2 separate regions of the Zea mays genome follow, and region 1 is linked to region 2. A link is a contact called in public Hi-C data. All regions are on one chromosome and are shown on one strand. Each heading gives the region's core, a stretch centred on a gene start, on an enhancer-like site or on the middle of the called end of the contact. The rest is flanking DNA. Distances are from core to core; before and after follow the strand shown.

Evidence for each region. Hi-C and Micro-C count contacts between places; a contact is called where the count stands out from the background.
Region 1: a contact with region 2 is called in a Hi-C map of bundle sheath, with 3 times the contacts expected there. The contact joins the promoter of LOC100273190 here to the enhancer-like site in region 2. A contact is called at or near these places in 2 of 25 Hi-C or Micro-C datasets (bundle sheath and ear).

What each region holds. Positions count from the first base shown.
Region 1 is chr3:95,885,279-95,887,978 of Zm-B73-REFERENCE-NAM-5.0, reverse strand. It overlaps LOC100273190 (SWEET13c), which reads right to left and starts at 1,250. Exons shown (of 5, transcript NM_001147634.1): 1 at 1,048-1,250; 2 at 832-868; 3 at 337-709; 4 at 1-93. The coding sequence starts at 1,099.
Region 2 is chr3:95,709,547-95,712,246 of Zm-B73-REFERENCE-NAM-5.0, reverse strand. No RefSeq gene overlaps it. Among protein-coding and RNA genes, the nearest start is that of LOC103652107, 38 kb to the left of the region's middle. Within about 2 kb of position 1,271, at least 10 of the 20 cell types and tissues checked have an H3K27ac peak or open chromatin away from gene starts, as enhancers often do. A contact at or near this core is called in bundle sheath, where this site is marked.

The sequences.
Region 1 (2,700 bases), core at 1-2,500, 180 kb before region 2:
GCCGTAGAGGAACCAGACGACGGCGCTGAGGGTGAGCGAGAGGGAGAGGGAGAAGGGCATGTACTCCACGCTCTTGGTCTGGATCACCCGCCTCTGCACGTACGTACGTAGACGCATGCATGCAAATAATTCATTAGCAACGGCCGCGACGTCCATTAGCTAGCTAGTTAGTATATATATATATATATATATATATATATATATATATATATATATATATATATATATATATATATATATATATATATATATATATATATATATATATATATATATATATATATATATCCATGTGCATGCATGCATCGACGACAGATGCATGGTGCTGCTGCTTACCATGATGCTGAGCGGCGCGACGAAGACGCTGACGGAGAAGCCGACGCAGATCCAGCCAAGCATGACGACGCGCTTGTCACCCTTGAAGAGGAGAAGGGTGAGGAGAAGGATGGCCCCGAAGGCGCCGACGTTGAGGAGGAGCATGATTTTGGCGGTGAACATCCTGCCCTTCTTGGTCGCGTAGACGAAGTACATGACCACGTAGACGGTCTCGATCACGCAGCCGGCCGCGTTGATGGTGATGAGGAACGTCTCGTTGGACTTGATCAGCGCGTAGAAGATCCACAGCATGGCGCTGAACAGGGCCACCACGTACGGAACCGACTGGAAGCCCTCCGTCGACTTGCTCTTGTAGATGCGGTAGAACGTCGGTCTGCATAATTTCAAAGATATAAAAAATGGATCGAGCAAATTAACGGTTCGATTCATTGACGATTATTATACGTGATCAGCTGTGATGATTTATTTATTAGCAACAAGCTACATGTCACTTACATCGGGGCCAGGAAGGTCATGAAGGAGATGACGTTGCCTGCAAAGGAAAATAAAAAAGATCAGCCATTTGCCAAAAGATTGGCGAGGCTAAACTAAAGGTGATATATATATATGAAAGGTCGAACGGGATTGTTTTTTAATACACAGCTACAGCAAACTGTATAGTGAAAAACGAATGGAACTGCAGAATAGAAAGATAAATAAATAAATATATACCTAGGAGGCCGAAAGTGAATGCCCAGGGGTGTTGCAGAGATAGGCCTGCCATTGGGATATGGATACAAATTAAGGCGAATGCCAACAGTTGCAGAAGAGCTTGCTTTCTTGTTAGGCTTGGGGACTAGTTCTCTTCTTCCTAGATCTCTGACCCTTTTGGCCCCTACAAGAGGGAAGGGAGAGTTCTGAGGAGGAGTGTCCTCTGCTGTCTCAAACTCTTGCAATGATAGGCTGGGATGCGAGTGGCTTTATATAGGCACGAGCACGACGAGGTGGCGCGCAGGCAGGCCTTGGTGTACATGCATGTTGTGTCACCGTGTACAAGTGCGCAGGGGCTCTTCAAGCACATGTCTCTTTAACTTTTTTTTGTTTTTTTTTTGTGGGACTGTGAAAATGCAAAGATCTTTTTCAGTGTAGTTGCTTTAGAGATGACAATTTTCTGGCCATGTATATATAACTAAAGTGTATAAATTGTCCTACGCGTATATATTTGTCGATTGAGATAATCTTCTCCATTCAAAAAAAGCGGGAGCTGCTTTTGCATGCGTGTATGCTTTTAGAGTGCCAGGGTAGTACACTTCAAATTGTAGTGCACCGCCTGGGATTATCGCCCCCAACGAACCTGCTGCTTTATTTTGGCCTCAGCTCAGTCGTAAGAGCCGCGCGCCGCACTACAGCAAATTATAAATCACATGAAGTATAATTTTAATTTCCGACAACGGGGGACTCAATACAGCATTCTTAACTTGAATATGTGTTTTTGCTCCTCAGTGGAATCTAATAATAATAAATTAAATAAATATCATTTTTGGAAATGTAATTTAAAGATGAAAAAAAGTTGTTCAAACCATTGGTTAAACACCTTTTTTTTGGTATACCTCAGGATTTAACAATGAAATATTTTTATACAGCTTACAAAAAACCACTATGTTTTGCTTCAATTGAATAATATATATAGGCGTTGATAATGGAAGCTCAGGGCTTCCGATAGGCATGGGAAGTCCTAGCCAGGGTAGTGGTCACACGCGTGGTCAGGTCGGGTCAGTGGGGCACGTGCGTCCGCGCGATTGTGGGGCACGTTTATACATGTGTAAACATATGTTATGTTTTACGTAAACAGAAGGTGCGCACGTGGTGGGGTCGAGTTGGGATGGACGAAGGTGGGCCAACGTCGTGTTCGCTGGTCGGGTAGTTGGTTCCTACTCGTGTTTATGCTAGCATATTTAATGGTTCAGACTTGCATAACATGAGAGCGGCAACAAATTTTTCATTGGTTCGTTCAGGTGGGTCCATACACCACCGTGATTAGCTCGCCCATGAAGCTAGAAGTTACCGTATATATCGGAACAAAAGATATGGAACCGATCGTGCGTGTGAGCTCAGGCGGATTTCAGCATAAAACGTTAACCAAAACATCGTAAATGGGTATGAACTTTAGTGTAAATCATCGATCTATTTCATAAGGAAAACATGTATGGAAAAAAATCTGATTTAAATGCTTTATTTCCTCCATAAATATAGGATCTCTCCAACATCCATGCATTAAGGCTCGTTAGAACCAATTTATGATATATACTGATACTAATTATACTACACGGTGAAGTTATTTATGCACTATGGTAGACTGCGTAAAAATCTGTTTTCTACTGCATG
Region 2 (2,700 bases), core at 22-2,521:
TCTTAAGGAACCGCCACTAGAAATCATTTTTATCCTTAATTTTTCGAGTTTTTCAAACGACCTCGTATGACAAAACCACCAAAATAAAAGTTATAGATCTCTAAAAGTTATGAAACTTTGTAGTTGACAACTTTTTTATTTGAACTCATTTCGGTTCTCAAAAATTGAATCTAAGTATGTCAAATTTAAAATTCAAATTTTGCAAACTACCTCGGATGAAAAAAGTGTCAAAATAAAAGTTGTAGAACTTCAAAAGTTATTTATCTTTGTAGTTGACAACTTTTTTATTTGAATTCGTTTAGGGTCTCAAATAAGCAATTTACACTCAAATGGTTGTAATATGCATGTGGAGAAAACAACTACAAACTAGACACAAAGCATGTCATAGACGGAGTGGTAGTAGAGGGTACGCGCGAGGGTGAGGTCGACGGTTCGATTACTAACAACCGCGGAGCGCGCGAATTTTGCGCGAAAGATGCCGCGACTTGCACTGGCGGAAAATCGATTTTCACTGGCGGTCTTCAGTTACTCGCCTGTAAAAATGATGATTTTTACTGACCCCTAGCACTGGCGGTTACGATAAACGCCACTAAAAATATGTTTACGACCGCCAGTATAGACCTTCTCTGTACTAGTGTCAAAACGAGGTCAGCTGAGATCACAACCATAAACTGCACCAACCATCACACCGCGTGCGTGTCCCCCACGTCCTGGACACGTGTCCCGCCAGTCCTCGACCGTGCCGGCATCACGGCCCGCTCCGCTACGTCCTCGCGTGAGTACGTGTCACAGGTGTCAGCCACCACAGCTGGTCACCTGGCTGCTCCGATCCATCAGCCACCAAGACCAAGCACTCGTCCTTCACCGCTCCCGGTCTATCAGCATGAGCCCACATGACCTTCGCCTCGGAGTCGACCACCGTCCCTGTGCTCTACACCTACACACCATAACTCAACTAACATGGTTGCACAACATAATCTTACACTCTGGTCAGTCCACTGACTACCCCAGAGTGCTATTTGTTAACAATCACTCATTAACAAACCAAACCACAAAAGACAAATCAACGTGCTTGTACGCGTTAGACCAAAGCGAGAAGAGTCATCCATCCATCTTTATCTCATTTTATAGGAAAAAAAAGGAATAACGACATAATGGTCGGGACGCTTGTCATCACCCGTACTTCCTTACAACTCTCAACACAGTCCACGTGAAATTTCTGCGTAGCAACTCCGAAGAAACAGAGCGACGCCAATCAATCGGCATCACACAATGATATGATGAACAGGTACGTTTAATTTACCCGGTCCGTCTATCGTCCATGGAAGTGTTATATATGACCTCACTGCATGCTAGCCACAAAACTCCTAATTCGCCTCGTGGACGTATATTTGTATTGTTGCCGCTTTTAATTTTTGGAGGAGCTTTTGCGCCTTTTGTTTGGTGGTGGGCTTTGTTTTGTTTCCCCTCTAGCTAGCTAAGGGCGCACTTGATCTGTAGCCTGGACTGGAGATAAGGGTCGCCATCGTCGTCGGTCGACAACCAGAAAGCACGTACGAGATAGATCAGGCTGCAGTCTTATTGGCCGTCCTTTCGCTGCTTCAAATCTTCTGGTAGCGACGGTTAACTTGATCGCTTATCCGTAGATCCTATACGACGGGTACTGGTCAAAGAAGCAAGGCCATTATTATTTCCGCCAACCCAGCTGGTATCGTCTGTGGCTGCGCAGATGCAAGCAAGGCTTGCTCTGATTGGCTTTTCTCCTGTCAGGTGAAGGAAGAAGGTGTGCAATTGCAGGTTTGTGACAAGAAATTAGAGAGAAGTGTGGTTTTCAGATCTTTTGGACCTAATTTAGGAACCAAAATCACCTAGGAATCCCTGCATTTTTCCAGAATGAGAAATCCTAGGGATATTAGTTGTATAAGACATTTAGGTTTTGTCTCCCTCGATTTATCTCTCCTTTGTTCTAAACCAGCTCCTGATGTTTCTTTCGTTAATAGAGAGGGAAATGAGGTAGCTCATCTTTGTGCAAGTAAAACCGTAGAGTTGGCTCCTGTTTTATTTTGGCTAGATTGTTTCTCTAATTAGATTTCGGAAGCAGCTAGCAGGGATTGTAATTTCACTTTGAACCAATAATAAATAACTTGTGTTCTGCCTAAAAAAAGCCACTATTCATGCATGCTTCTTTGTTTCCTTCTCTCTACCAGTACTGATCATCGATTCCGCGGCGGAAAAAGGTGTGTCCCGACCATAATAATTGCGGCTTTTCTGTCATCACCAACAGCTGGGCTTTTGCGTGAATAGCAGCCGATCAGCTATGCTACATCCATGCATGTATATGACGCAAATAATTAGGTTTCCGATATGACGTTGACGTGTTAATGCTCACTGGCGGGAGCACCCGTTATAGTGTAGTATAGCAGCTGTTATACCTTAAATTTTATTTCTCACTATGAGTACTAAAGCATATGTGGAATATTGATTGTGCTTTGGTCGATATTTGATCCCTTCTGGTTGGTCTGTTTTTTTTCTCCTAACTACCAGGTACATTCTGCAGTTTGCACCATTTTTTCTTTTTATTCTACCAGAAACCAGGTATGTTGTCATACCTCATTTATCTTTTTGTCCTCCGCCACTATAATGTCTAATGTTGACGCGTTTTTCTTTTGCAGCACTGTTGCTCGTCCAATAAGGGCATGT